5 separate regions of the Mus musculus genome follow, and all the other regions are linked to region 1. The links are chromatin contacts, called in public ChIA-PET, HiChIP or PLAC-seq, Micro-C and promoter capture Hi-C maps. All regions are on one chromosome and are shown on one strand. Each heading gives the region's core, a stretch centred on a gene start, on an enhancer-like site or on the middle of the called end of the contact. The rest is flanking DNA. Distances are from core to core; before and after follow the strand shown.

Region 1 (2,778 bases), core at 191-2,690:
CTATGCGTTACATTTATTTTCAAAATGGGCATTTGCCCCGGTCACCTGACATTTTGACAGCCGAATGAATGGGAACCCCTTTGACAGAGGATGTTTATGAAATGAGTTATCTTGGGAGCCAATGCTCCCGGGATTTTAGTATTAGCAGAAGCTACTGTAGTCTAAGGAATGGTTATGTAAAAACAATCAAGGCAAAGAAAATAATTTAAGGGGGATGCACAGCATTTCCCTAATTGCCCTAACCTTATTTTGACACGGCATTTCTTGGCCTCATCTTGGATGGCAACACCACCCCATACTTTATCCCTCCACACCCTTCACAAATGGAATTCAGAAAGGTAGTCAGCGGGCACTTAGGATTCATCACTGAGAAGGACTGGTCTCGGGCACATTTCAGCGCAGTAACCGCGGTTTCTTCCCCACCTTCACCCAGGCCATTGCACCGCACGCCTATGACCAGCCTTTCCCCGTGCTCGAGTCCAGAGGAAGGCAGGGCAACAGGCCCTGCCCCTCGGCCAACGGCCTCCCTTTCCCGGAGATGCCCTGAGAGCTGTCCTGGCGTCCTCTGATCGCCCTCGATGGGACCGTTTCCAGATACAAGCTGATCACTAACCCACCTGCACCCCCAAAGGAAGGATCCTCGCAAGATTATCCCCTCTCGAAACCGTTTCGTTTCCTCTGGGCAGCAGGACAGAACCAGGTCCCCGGCAATCGTCCCTCCGTGCTATCTTATGATCTCCCCTACCGCTGTCCCCCTGCGGACCAAACACCGCAGCCCCCCTCAAATTCAGAATCTGAGCTGTCTCCAAGATACAAGTGCGCTCCAACCGCCTCGGGGCTAAAGTCCTCACTTTCAGAGAGAAGACCTTACCTCTCGCTACCGGTACCCCCGAGACCCGAAACCCTGCGCCTGCCAGGCCGCCCCGCCCCCGGGAGTAGCGCGGGATCCGCCCGCACCTCCAAGCGTATAGATCGGCCCCAGAGCTCCGGCCAGGGGCGCGCGCAATTACGCAGCCCGGCACAGCGCGGGCCCCACGCCCCCGGGGAACGCCCGCGGGTTGCCGCTCCGGGAGCCCGGACCCAGCTCCACGCCGCCCCGAGGCCGCCGGGGCCACCCGATCCGCGCTCCCTCTTTGCTGGGCGACGACGCACGCCGAGGCCCCTCGATGCGCCTCCCGCCCAGGCCGCCCGCGGCCCGGCCCCTCACTCACCCAGAGCTCAGTGCCCCAGCTCATGGTGCAGGGACCGGGAAGGGGCCTCCGACCCCCTTCGCCGGCGATCGCTGCGGCCCTCCGAACCTTGTGAATGCGGAAAGCCCGCCGCTTCCCCCGGCCCGCGCCTCCTCTAGCCCGAGCTCGCAACCTCTCGTCGCTCCGCGCGGAGCAAAATGGCCCGAGGAAGCAGCAGCAGCGACCGCCGCAGCGCGCCCGCCCCGCACCGGAGCTGAGGGGCGGGATGGGGCGGGACGAGAGGCGGGACGGGGCGGGACCGGACTGACAGCTCGTGCATACCGTCCCGCCCACAGGCTCCCTTTGGCGCAGTTGCCCCGGGGGTCTGGAAGGACGTGAACCCCTGGGGACTCCTGCTCGTCATCGGTATTCGGCAACCAGCGAGCCCAACTCTTTTGGGACCTGCGCTCTCTGTCTGCAGACTGGGCTGCTGGTGATCACGTCCCTCCATCGCCATCTGCCTTCTACCCATCGCGCCTAGCGCTGTTTTGCATTTCAGAACTTTCGCCAGGTGGCCGCCGACGCCCACCTTAGAAGCTCCCGGAGTGGCTTCTTCCACTATCCAGACACTGTGGAGGCCCAAAGAGCTCGGCAGCGCGCGCGTAGGAGTGGGGCCTGGGACCGTGACGTCGGTGCACAGTGTACATAGGACGTTGAAGGGAACAGCAATCCAGCAGATCCAGGAACCCAGGGAAAGAACTCGGGAATGTGAGCCCAAAGAATTATAACCAGTGCCTTTTTCTGCCTATTTGGCCAGGAATCTCGGCAGTGAAGTTGTTACCCTGCTGAAGGACAGCAGAATCTCTGAAGGGCCCACAGGGACTTTGGAGGGTTCAAATTCAGCCTCTGCACTCTTTGGCTGGGTGGTCTAGAACAGGTTTCACCTCTATCTGGGGGAGAGCCTCAGCTGCCAAAAGGAGGCAGTGTCTACCAGTCCAGGCCTAGTGATGTGAACAGAGGAGGTGAACTGGCCAGTGGGTGGCTGACGCAGAATGGGAACCATCTCATTAACTCTTCCAAAACTCCACAGAATGTCATTTCTCACATGCTGTGGAGAATCTGGGGGCTTCCAACTGTCTCCTCAGAATCTTTCTTTCTCTGAATTCCGAGACCTCTCCTCCAGAGTCGTGACCCTCTTCTACACAATTCTCCACTCCCTGTTATCCTGAACCCGTTCATCTTTTTCCAACAGTGAGTTAAATCTCCTTAAAGGGTGAATCTCAGCCCAGTGTGTGCCGTCCCAGACCTAACACTCCTAACCAGTCCTAACACTCCTGAGGCAGAGGTAGGAAGACTGCTGCAAGTTCAAGGCCAACCTGAGCCACATAGTAAATACCAAGTAGGATGACCTGGTCCACAAAGGGGAAAACCTCAGCTAAAATAAAATAACAATGGTAAACAATAATGGTGAGGTATGGAGGCAGAGGCAAGTGGATCTCTATGAGTTACAGCTACATAGTGAGATCCTGTCTCAAAAACCAAAACTAAGCACAAAATAATAAATTTGTTGGAAAAGGAAAAAGAAAGAAAGAAAAAGGAAGGAGGGGCG
Region 2 (2,778 bases), core at 72-2,571, 900 kb before region 1:
GGAGAGATGGCTCAGCAGCTAAGAGCACTGACTGCTCTTCCAGAGGTCCTGTCACTGTAAAAGGGGGCGGAGATCATTCAGTGAGGGAAGGGTCATCTGTACAGCCTGTGTATATTAGTCAGCTGGTGCACACACCACTGATACCCAACTCCACAAAAACTCATTGCTGTGCTCCCTGCCTTTCTTCTTTCACGTAAGCTACTGGAACTCGTCCCATACTGGAGTACATGAAACACTTTGTTTTAATAGCTGAACAATTTCCCAACCTAAGGATTACTACAGTTAGCCTGGGAATTATGAGGACCCGGGAAGATTAACACACACACACAGCTAGCGTCTGGAGGCTTGGTTCTGAAGATGTGGTTTTATCCTCAGCTCAGCTCAAAATTCGCTGCTAACGTTAGGCTGGAGGTTTCCCGATAGAGAATTCCCCTCACACCCTCTGCCAATCCTCTATCTCCAGCCAGAAGCCGGGGAACCGGACAAAGAGATCCCCACCAGAAGCCCTTGCTTACAAAAGTCGGAGCAAAATACTGGATAAAGCAGATACTTAGTTTCAAAGTGACCACTGGACTCAGGACACACCTACCAGATTCCTAAACTCCAATACCTTCTCAAGCACGGCACTACCTCTCTCCCCTCTTCTACAAAAAGTTCCTAACCCAGTCCAGTCCAACGACTTCAAAGATCTCCTAGTGTGAGACAGTGAACTCGCCGGGGCGCGACTAATCGCCCAAGAAACCTTTAAATTTAGTTCAACTGTGTTTATTGCAGCGGCGGCGGAGAAGCCATTCAGTTAACTCGGAATTATGCGGCTTTTCAGGGACAACCGTCGCAAGCCGGACGTGTCGAGGCGCGCGTCAGCATCAGCAGGGCAGTTACATTTGCGGGCACCTGAAGAGTTTGGGCAGCGAGTCAGCTAACGAGCAGCACTAAAGGTATGAGGACGCTGGCCCAATGGCGATCGGAACCCGAACAAAGGAGGTGAGCGGATACTTGCGTCAGCTTGGGTCACTTGGCCGCTCTGGCCAGAGTAACGCATCCCTTAAGTTGCAGGGATCCCTGTCCCTTTAAGGGGGCTTAGTTCTGTCCCGTTACTTCCGCCCCGAAGTGGCTTGGCGCAGGCACGTGGACGGGAGTAGGGTGAAGCCGCCTCAAGCTTTCCCCTTAACAGACATGGCGACGGCCGGGATGCCGCGGGTGCGTCCGGCCGTGACGTCACTTCCGGGGCGGGGGAGGCAGAGTGGTGCAGTGAGGGACAAACAAAAGGAGGCGCTGGAGGAGCGCGGCGGCGGGCGGCCGGACTGGGAGGTGGAGGGCCCGGGCTGCCTGCGGGCGGCTGCGAGCGGAGAGCCCAGGTGAGCGGGTCGGGTGGGGGATGAGACGCGCGCTGTCACCGCACGGGACGCTCTCCTCGGACGCGCGCTCCGCCCCTTCAAGTTCTGCGGGGCTCTCGCTGCCCAGGGGCGCCGGCCACCCTGGCCCCGCGCTGGGCTTCGCTCCGCCCTGCCTCCCGCGGGCGCCGGCTCCGGTCTCCACCCTCCAGGCCGTGCGGCGGCGCGCGAGCCCCCTCCCGGGCACCCTGTTCTCCGCGCGCCTCTCACCCGAGTTTCCGCCGCGGTCCTCAGGCCGCACTTGCCGCGCTGGTCCCCGCAGATCCGCGCCCCTTGGCGCACGCGCCCCCTTCCCAGAGGTTCCACCCGGGGTTCTCTTGACAGCTCCCCCACCAGCTCTTACAGTTCTTGGCCGTGGGCTTCCCGGCGCCGGCTTCTCTTTAGACCACTCCCTCTTCCTGATCTCCCGGACTGTCCCCTGCTATGGGGAAGGGAGCACAGGCTTTTGGGACCTCAGACTGGGGCTCCCTGAACGACCGACTCCTGATATGAGAGTCTGTTTCGTTCTGTCCCTGTTTTGTGCATCTCTTGGGCAGGAGTGACAAGTACAGGAGGTTGTTGGTGAGCTGGAGGTCAGCAAAGGCGACCCCAAGCTGAAGGAACAGCAGAGTTCGGGATGACAGTGGCAGGGGGTGGGGGCTTGTTTTTTGAGATAGGGTCTCAACTATGTAGCCTTGACTGTCCTCAAACTCTCTCTGTAAACCAGGCTGGCTGGCCTCGAGCTCACGGAGATTCACCTGTCTGGTTCCTGAGTGCTGGGTAGAGACGTGGGCCTCTAACCTCTGTTTGAGACCAGGGTTCTTGAACCTGCCATGCACTGGACTGGAGTGAGTCAAGATGGGCTGGTTCTGCTTGATACAGTTGTTGTCTTGTTTTGAAAGAACACATTGAGTGAGCATTAGCTTTTTCTTGATGGGAACTGGGCTGACATAGTGGTAGTTCTAGGACAGCCACTCTTGTACAACCTCCTCTAACGCTGCCCTAGCTAGGACAGGGACAGCTTTAAGGATGAGGTGTGGAGGGGAGAGAGTCTTTGTGAGGATGGGGACACTTGTCTGCTGAATTTTGGAGACAGAAATGAGTAGCCAGAGGCTACAAAGTCTTTTCCTGCCTTGCAAGTGTGTCAGTGGTCTCTTTAACTCTGCCATCTGTGTTATGTCCTCTGAAGTAGAGAAAATGGCCAGTGCAGGAAGAATAAGTTGACCATTGAGGGTAGGAGAGGGGGTATATTCAGAGGCTCAGGGGTGGTGCCAGTGGGCTAGGCCGTTCATCCTGCTGTTTCCTTGATGAAGGTCGGGCTCTCCTCCAGCTGTCATGGGCAGGCAAGGGCAGGTGAGCAGTGTTGGAGGACAGCTTCCTGGAGATTTTCTGGGGTCTGAAGCTC
Region 3 (2,778 bases), core at 167-2,666, 750 kb before region 1:
CTCTCTCTCAGAGAACTATTCTAGGAAGCTCATGACCACGTCTCACACCTCTTTCTTTCAAAGGCTAATAATGACTTTGCCTGAGAGAGAGAGCTAAGGGCAGGTGACTAGGAGGTGGGCCCAGCTGGATAAGTTCAGGCTGGGTAGGGAGACGGAAGACAAGCTGAACACCACTGGGGGATTCTGAGTCCCCAGCCTACTTAGAGTAACCTACAATTCTGGCTTCCACGGGCTGCCAGACTAAGCCACTGTAGCTAGTGACCTCAGAACATAGAATATGGAGGGCCAAGGCTCCAACCTAGACCTACTGGGTACCCCCAGGTCTAAGGCAGACCCGGAACCTGCTTTTATTTTTATTTTTTTACTGTACATGCTCTGGGCCTTAGTCAGAGGTCAGAGAACCGTTGCATACTGGCAGAGGCAGACAAGGAAATAATTACAGTCAAGTGTAGCCAGAGATGAGGTAGGCAAAGGAGGTGCAATTGTGGGAGACCACTGGAACTCCCCCACCCCCTTTCTGAGGTAGCCCAGACTGGCTTCCAACTCACAGAGATCCCCCTGCTTCTGTGGAGGCCCTTCTCTTAATTTTCAGAACCTGAAGCTATGAACTGACAAGTCAGCCTGGGCCAGGCAAATGGGGCAGGAGTGTGTGTGCCCATTCCTTGCAGAGAAATTTGAGGAATTGGAATCTGGCCTAGACAGTAAGTAGGTCTGTCTGGAGAGAGTTGGTTCAGAAAGGGGACGTGGGTGGGAGGTGTGGCTGTTTCTTCAAGAATGTTTCTTCAAGAATGGGGAAACAGAGAAGGGTAGATGGAACATCTGGATTATACTGAAAATGGTCCCAAGTGGCCTCACTACGCTACGGCGTAATTGAAACGTATAGCATCCCATCTAAGATATCTACAATATGTGCTACATCCCAGAAGTGAGGACCAATAATTTTTTTTTAACAGAAAAGTTCCTTTGCGGAACTGCACCTCTTGTCTGTCAGTAAAGGGCAATAAAAAACTGCACTAGGTCTTTGACTTCAGTTTACATTTATGGACAGGAAGCCAGAACCTGGAGGACGAGGCAGAATGATGCTGGGGCAAGCCTAGCCTTCATAGTGAGGAACACATTTTTGTTTTCCAAATGGGTCGGTTGAGACCCGGTGGTGCTGAGGCTGCTCCTCCACTGCGCTCTGGGTTCTCAGGAGCTTTAACTCTGGGCGCAGGTGCCAGCCTAACCAAAGCTCCCACCAAAGTACAACACGCCCCCCGAGATAGCGCCTGATTGGCTCGCCCTTCCCACACGCCGAGCTAAGCTTACCTTTTGATTGGCTGTTCTGCGCTCTGTCCTGCGCTGCGAGTGCTCCATTCTCTTGATTGGTTAGTCAACTACCTGAACTCGCACGGGATTGGACACTGGCAAAGCTGCGCGAGTCCCCGCTCTCTGATTCGCCGCACGGGCCAGCCTCACGACCTGCACACTGAATGGCTGCGCCACTACCTGCAATCGGCCTCGGATTGGGTGCGTGGCGTCTCCCCGGCGTGATAGGTCAGGACCACCGCCCCCCTTGCTCCCCATTGGCTGCTCTGCGAAGCCCGGTCTCCGGGTAAGATGGCAGCGGACGGACAGTGCTCGCTCCCCGCTTCATGGCGGCCAGTGACCCTCACCCACGTCGAATACCCTGCAGGTAAGAGCCTGCCCCGGCTCCGAGGACGTTCTCCTCGAGCTGCCGCCACAGCCCCGGGCGTTCCGGGCCGCGCGGACCGCCTTCGGGGCGCCTTGGAACCGCGGTGGGAACTGTCAAACAGCGAGCCTTGGAGGGGCTCGGCCGGCGCGCGCGCCGCGCAGGCGCAGTGAGGCGGCGATGAGCAGGGAGAAATTGCGAGCGGCTCGCTCGTGTGCTCTGCGGCTGCGCGGCCGAGTCGCTCTCCGGGGTCCCGGGGTGCTGGTGGGCTGTCCTGGGCCGGGGGAGGGTCTGGATAGGGCGGGCGAGGATCTGGGCCTGGACTTTGTCCCTTGTGCCCCGCCCTCCCCCGAGCCAGAGAGGCCGCACTCCTGCTCGGCTGTGCAGGGAGTGACAGTTTCCTTCACTACGCTGCGGGCTGCTCACTGGAGAAAGCTCCCAGTTGCAGGGAGTGTGCAAACCCAGGCCAGGTTTGGGAGAATTTGCGGCGCCACGCCCTGAGCAGCGCGGCAGAGGCCAGCCGCCAAGGGGGCATGCAGCCCCTGGGAGCCTGACTTGTAAGAGCTTCCATCTGACACGCCTCTGGGAGTGCCCGCCTCTCTGGTGGGAAGGTCCATTAGCCATGGTTCTGAAGTTCCGGCTCGGCTCCATAGAGTGGAGCGGAGCGGAGCTTAGGCCTTGGGGTGAGACGTTTCCGGGCTCCAGGGTAGGCACCACCCCTCCAGTCACTTCATCTTAAGTGGCTCCAAGTACAGTGTCTCCTTTCTGTAATGGTGTGTGACTCAAATGACCACAGGCCTAAGAGGTGCTGGGCACAGAGCCTGGCCCACAGTGGACACCCAGTAAATACCTGTAGTTTATCTCTCTAGCTTGCCAGCACCCTCCCTGGATAAATGTTTGTTGCTGAGCAGCCGGGGCCCCCTTGCTGGCCTCTGGTTGTCCAGGAAGGGCCTGTCCTCTTGGGTAGAGGGCCTGAGAACTTGGGTCTGCTGAGAACACAGGGCCACAGGCCAGGAGAACTTTGCCTCTGGGTGTTCTGGGTTATACTTAAGGTGTGGCAGTCCAGGGATGGGCCCTATCAAAGTGCCTGTTCATTACCCAACCAC
Region 4 (2,778 bases), core at 208-2,707, 690 kb before region 1:
GGGGGTCTCTGGGGCAGTGGGTGCCCTGCGGGCGTGAGTGGGTGGGAGGTACAGTCGAACCTTGGAGCTGGATGAGAGGATTCCCACTGCCGGTCCATGCTGGACCCATGAAGGGCACTGCTGTGCTGACACGTGGGTCCAAGGGAGCTCTCAGTGGATGGGCATGTCCCTGCCCGCCATCCGGAGTCAAGGGGACCTTTGGAACAAGCTGGATTGTGCAGCTTGTGTTTAAGAGTCTGTATGTAGCTGGGCGGTGGTAGCCCACGCCTTTAATCCCAGCACTCCGGAGGCAGAGGCAGGCGGATTTCTGAGTTCGAGGCCAGCCTGGTCTACAGAATGAGATCCAGAGCAGCCAGGGCTACACAGAGAAACCTTGTCTCGAAAAACAAAAACAAAACAAAACAAAAACCTACGTTTAGATGAGTTCTCTGCAAGGTGCTTACTGTTTCCAGTAGGCGAGCTACAGGAGAGGAGGATGTTGACCAGAGAGCCTGTCACACAGCAGTCCCCACTCATCATAAACCAGCTAGGAGGCTAAGAAAGTGATGTAGTGGGCCTCTGTGGGTTTGTAGGAAGTGGGGAAGCTCCCTGGCATCTGGGTAGGCGCTGGCCTGGAAGCTGGTATCACCTAATGCCTTGGCACAGATACCCTATGCAGGCCAGGGAGGTTTGCGCTGCTGGGGAGAGGTGGGGAGACTAGGTGGTGAAGAAGAGGGAAGGGGTTCATTGAACCTGGGTCCCATCACCTTTGGGAGGAAAGAGTAGGCTCTGAGGAAAGACGATTCAGTGAGGGTCGCTGGGTTTGAGGTGCTGATGGCAGCATGTTGGACACGGCTGGTGAGGGCTGGCAGGGCTGCCATCGATCCTAGGGAGAGGGAGAGTCAGGCCATGGGCTCTCAGGCTCCTTGCCATCCTTCCTGTTCTTCACGTTCTAGCCACGCTGACTGCTCTGTTCTTCTCACTCTCTGACTACTGGTTGATTTGACCTTTTACCCCCATTGGGGAGCCCCCTGGTTCTTTGGGGCTCAGTTCAGGCTTCAGTTGATTGAAAGGCCTCATGTAGCCTTCTAATCCAAGCTGCCCCTCCCACTCCACGAACAGACAGGCTGAGCTGTGGAGGCTGTGCTGCGTGTCCCAGCTTTCTGAAGAGAGGGAGAGGCAGCACTATGCACCACTATCACTGTCCCTGGGGAACCTCAGACAACACATTTCTCAGGGTCCTGAAGTGGAAGAGATGTGGGCTGGAGGGAAAAGAGGACCCCAGTGTGTCTCTTGGCTAGTGACTAACAGGATGCATGGAGCCAGGGATGCAGGCCAGGACTGAGCTCGTCCACTGGCCCAGTGTGGGCAGAGCCCTCTGCTCCCTGCTCTTTGTGGGAGCTGGGAGGCTGCAGTGAAGCAGCCAGACATGGCGCACCCTTTACTCATGACTTACTCTAAGCAAACACTGGAAATACCCTTGTGTTGAACAGTTAGGGCTTGTTAGAGGCTGGTGGAGCAGGCACAGTGGCTGTCGGATGATGGGCTTCTATGTTTCTTTTGATAACAGGCCTGTGGCCTGTTAAGTGGAGCAAGCAGCTAAGAAGACCAAGAAACACACATTCCCTTTTGGTAGAAGGAAATCCATATCCTTGGCCTCTGTCGCTGTCCACCAGTGTGGGCATAGGTGGCAGCGTGCTTACTCTGCCTGTGGAACCAAGGGTTTGGGGATTCTGCCTGCTTTCCTGCTGTCAAGTATACTTATAAAAATGCTGAACACCATTGACCCAGCAAAGAAAGAGATTGCAGGCCTTCCAGCTGGCTTTCCCCTTTGGTTGTTTATTTGAGACCAAATCTAACTGTATTCCCTACCTTACATAGAACTTCCTATGTAGACTAGACTGGCTTCAAACTCACAGTGGTCCACCTGCCTCTGCCTTCTGAGTCATGAGCTTCCATATGGGGCTGCTTTTCTTTCTTTGAAGTCTCTATCTACAATGCCTACATATTAGTTTGGTTCTTAGATGGAAACTGATTGGAAAACTCTCATAAAGAGTCCTGAGGAGCGACACACTTTTGTCGGGGTGTGTGTTTGAAGCCTCCCTGGCCTGGCATGCCCCCAGGGACCCAGCCTGGCTTTCCGGAGCCTTCTGATGAACCCATTAGACGCAGCTTCAGTCTTCAAGGTGAGGGCTCTTGCCTACGAGTAGAGTGGGAGGTATGGGTAGAAGGCAAGACAACATGGCTGCTTTATCCAACACTGACTCTGTGGTGCGTCCAGCTTCATCCACACGATTCTCTGCCCCAACAGCTCTTTGGTAAGGAGGATCTGACACAGATTGTCTGTGGCTCCAGGCAGCCCACGCACAGGCTGCACTTGGAGCTGATAAGCCAGAAGCCATGCCCCATGTGGCTAAAGTGCTGTCTCCTCAGTCAGTGGCAACTTCTCCATCAGGACGGGACCTTTGCTCATCCCAGAAAACCCTCCTGGTCTAAGTGTAGACAAATCCTGTTGCTCTCATTATTTGCTTGAGACCAAGTTAGAGTATTTCAAAAAGGGACACTGGAATCCCAGCCCCGGGGGAAGAAGAGGCAGGCAGCTCTCTGGGAATTCTCTTTCTTTCTTTCTTTCTTTCTTTCTTTCTTTCTTTCTTTCTTTCTTTCTTTCTTTCTTTTCTCTCTTTCTTTCTTTCTTTCTTTCTTCCTTTCTTCCTTCCTTCCTTCCTTTCTTTCTTTCTTTCTTTCTTTCTTTCTTTCTTTCTTTCTTTCTTTTCTCTCTTTCTCTCTCTCTCTCTCTCT
Region 5 (2,778 bases), core at 147-2,646, 550 kb before region 1:
CAGCCTGCAGCTCATCCTTTTCATCGGCAGCTGGGGTGCTGCATGCTCGGCTCAATCCAGGTCCTATCGGGATCCCTGCTTCTCTGGTTGTGTGCTCACTTTGCAAAACAGCAGAATTTATAGCGCAAGTAATTGATCCGGGTGTTCCTGCCTCCCGCCATCTCGCTGGGTCTCCTAATTCCCTTCTCCTCGCTTTTCCTCAGCCTTCTCAGCACACCATCTGTGGTGTCAGAGAATAGGAAGCCAAAAAGGGAGGGGAGGGTTCTAGTCCCAGATCTGCCAAATAAGAGTCAGATGAACCTCAGTTTCCCCATCTACCAAACAGAGGACCTGGTGATACTCTTAGGGCGCTAGGCCCGGGGTGCTGGAGCCAGGAGTGACCATTTACTACCCTCAAGTCACTCCCAGAGGTGCAGGCATGCCTGAGACCCACTTCATGGATGGGAACATTGTGGCTTTGAGAGCTTGTGGTTGTTTAGGGACCCAGAGCTGAGAAACATGACCTGGGCTTAAATCCAGGCCTCTGTGGCCAGTGTCCTAAACTGGATTCTACCTCCAGAGAGAAGTCATGATGGGATCCTGGCCCTGTCCTGGCTGGCCGGCTTCTCTTTATCTACGGCCAAGCATGAGTTCGGGGCAGAGTGTTGAGGCACAAGGGGAAATTCTATAAACCGTAGAGTCTATCAGACCTCTCCAAAATCTACTGTATGACCAGGGGCCTCCTGGAAGACCCATACAGCCTTTTAGAACGATCCATAAAAGGACTCCAGGGGTGCATATCGCTGGCCTTTCCCATGGCAGGTGACTTAGAAGGGTCCAGTGTGCCTAGCATGGCCTACCCATGCAAAACTGAGCTGGGGCAGCTTCTAGGCCCCTTTCTGTTCATTTTGTGAGGTGATTGCTTTTCTGGGGTCACTGGCTTGTGTAAGCCCCTCCACTCTCAGTGAAGCTCTGCCCCGCTATTTGTTTGTCTTTGCCCCTCTCCTGGCCTCCGGGCGCCACCGACAGGATTTGTCTCCATTCCATGCCGCAACCTCTCCAGGCCAAAGCCATCTTCTCTCCCGTGGCTGTGCATCCGAGGACGCCTCGGCCCTGTGCAGCAGCGGGGCTTCGTCCTGGCCGGCCCTTAGCTGGGGACAGAGGCCGTTTTGTCCTTGCTTTGGAGAAGGGATGGAGGCTTCATCCTCAGTGGCTGCCTGCTCGCGCCTGGCTGGAGGAGAGATGAGAGCAGGCTGCAGGGCTGCAGGCAGCGGCTTTCAGAACAAACAGAATTTTTTTTTGCAACTAGAGGGGGAAGCACAGAGCTAAAAATAAAACGAAAAGATCAGTATCTGTCAGTCTGACAGCTGATTGGCTGCTCGGAGATGCATATAATTACCAGCAACTGGCGCTGGGTAGGCAAAGCCCGGAGAAACTGCTGAGATGAGGTTAGGATTTAACCTTTAAATTCTGGAGCCACCGGAAAGCTAGGGGAGACAACCGGCGTCGGTGCTAATGAGGCTGGGGGCGGGGGCCGGGGGCACCGAGTCGGGGTCAGGTCCCCGGGCTCCCCCGAAGGCCCGGGGAACCCTCAGCCCGCGCCTCCGCCATCAGACTGGGAGTGCCTCTGATTGGGCGGCTCGGGGGCGGTGGGCCTTCTCTCCGCCCAGCTGGGGGTGGTGTCTTCCGGGAAGTTGAGGGGTCGCACCTGGGAGGGAGGGGGAACTATCCGGTGCTCTAGGGGTTCCAGGCCTCTCCTCGACTGACCCTGTCCTCACCCACATTCCTCCATCTCTCTGCCTAGTACTAATAGGATTTGGCTTTGGTTTTGCTGCCCACCCCTTCAGCTCCTCCATCCCAACTCCTACCCCTGGTCCCTAGTCCCTTCCTTCCAGATCTGGACAGGCCTCACGCAGGCTGGTCCTAGGTTTCTCTAGAGATAGACCAAAGCTGCAGGACTAGAGGGGTGCTGCTGTCCTCCCTGAACCTCAGTTTCTTCATATGTAAAATGGGGGTGGTGATGGTAGAACCTGTTCTATGTCTTCACAGGTGACAGGGATTTTGCAAGCAGTGGTTCCCCTTGATTATCCAACCCAAGGTCTCCCCATGAGTGAGCTCATGTAAGGGTCTGCCCTGACCCACAGTGAGCTCCTGGGTGCCTCCAGCAGTTTCTGCTACCCTCTGTCTCCCCTGCCCCTCCTCTGAGCATCTTCTCTGGAAAGTATCTCCTGCCCCAGCCCTCCTGCTGCAGCCTCTGGGTTCCTGACTCACAATCAGACTGTATGCCCAAGGAGGACAGGAACCACAAAAGCCCATAGCCCTTACAAGGAAATATCAAATTCCTTGCTCTGTGGTTTAAGAAGCCAGACAGAGGCAGGGATCTCGGGCAGCTATAGGCCTGAAACACGCAGATGTCTCATCTGATAGGCAGCCAGCCATCCTCAGCCCTGTGGGGCTGGGGCTTCTTATACAACACCCAGGAGATGCCACCCTTGGGCTGGGAAGATGCAAAGTGCCTGGGGGGCGGGGCGGGGGGAGGAAGGAGTAGCTCACACTGGAACTGGCTCCTGACTGTGATCACCCCACAAAGATCTCTGCAGTCCCTACAACACCCCTAGCAAGTGTTGTTGTTATTGGCAATCTATGATGGGGAAACTGAGGCAAGGAACTGAGCAAGGCTTGAGAGTGCTCAGACCGGAGCCACCCAGGCCTCCTCTCCCAGGCCGTGGGATGAAGATGGAAGGGAGTCTGAGAGATAGAGAAGGTGCTGGAATAGCTAACCTGAGACCTTCCAAGCCC

What was found. A called contact is a pair of places that touch in the nucleus more often than the background predicts. ChIA-PET counts read pairs in DNA pulled down with a chosen protein or histone mark. HiChIP or PLAC-seq counts read pairs in DNA pulled down with a chosen protein or histone mark. Capture Hi-C pulls out chosen DNA fragments and counts their contacts.
Region 2: an RNA polymerase II ChIA-PET map of memory CD8 T cells shows a contact between it and region 1, with 14 read pairs. The contact joins the promoter of Lrrc8a here to the promoter of Fnbp1 in region 1. A contact is called at or near these places in 3 of 39 promoter capture datasets (liver and pre-B cells) and 1 of 115 datasets of contacts at active chromatin or transcription factors (memory CD8 T cells).
Region 3: a promoter capture Hi-C map of liver shows a contact between it and region 1, with 3 times the contacts expected there. The contact joins the promoter of Dolpp1 here to the promoter of Fnbp1 in region 1. A contact is called at or near these places in 2 of 39 promoter capture datasets (frontonasal cranial neural crest and pre-B cells), 1 of 115 datasets of contacts at active chromatin or transcription factors (embryonic stem cells) and 2 of 9 other capture datasets (adipose tissue and liver).
Region 4: a contact with region 1 is called in a FOXA1 HiChIP or PLAC-seq map of pancreatic cancer cells. The contact joins the enhancer-like site here to the promoter of Fnbp1 in region 1. A contact is called at or near these places in 2 of 39 promoter capture datasets (neural stem cells and pre-B cells) and 2 of 115 datasets of contacts at active chromatin or transcription factors (memory CD8 T cells and pancreatic cancer cells).
Region 5: a Micro-C map of embryonic stem cells shows a contact between it and region 1, with 1.6 times the contacts expected there. The contact joins the promoter of Cstad here to the promoter of Fnbp1 in region 1. A contact is called at or near these places in 1 of 484 Hi-C or Micro-C datasets (embryonic stem cells) and 1 of 115 datasets of contacts at active chromatin or transcription factors (embryonic stem cells).

Annotation. Positions count from the first base shown.
Region 1 is chr2:31,140,568-31,143,345 of GRCm38.p6, forward strand. Fnbp1 (formin binding protein 1) reads right to left here and starts at 1,441. Exons shown (of 17, transcript NM_001177648.1): 1 at 1,212-1,441. The coding sequence starts at 1,235.
Region 2 is chr2:30,236,448-30,239,225 of GRCm38.p6, forward strand. It overlaps Lrrc8a (leucine rich repeat containing 8A VRAC subunit A), which reads left to right and starts at 1,322. Exons shown (of 4, transcript NM_177725.4): 1 at 1,322-1,358. It overlaps 1700084E18Rik (RIKEN cDNA 1700084E18 gene), which reads right to left and starts at 1,184. Exons shown (of 1, transcript NR_028299.1): 1 at 750-1,184.
Region 3 is chr2:30,390,838-30,393,615 of GRCm38.p6, forward strand. Dolpp1 (dolichyl pyrophosphate phosphatase 1) reads left to right here and starts at 1,417. Exons shown (of 8, transcript NM_020329.4): 1 at 1,417-1,675. The coding sequence starts at 1,600.
Region 4 is chr2:30,452,429-30,455,206 of GRCm38.p6, forward strand. No RefSeq gene overlaps it. Among named protein-coding and RNA genes, the nearest start is that of Ier5l, 20 kb to the right of the region's middle. Within about 2 kb of position 1,458, at least 31 of the 459 cell types and tissues checked have an H3K27ac peak or open chromatin away from gene starts, as enhancers often do. A contact at or near this core is called in pancreatic cancer cells, where this site is marked.
Region 5 is chr2:30,593,648-30,596,425 of GRCm38.p6, forward strand. It overlaps Cstad (CSA-conditional, T cell activation-dependent protein), which reads left to right and starts at 1,397. Exons shown (of 2, transcript NM_030137.2): 1 at 1,397-1,427. The coding sequence starts at 1,423.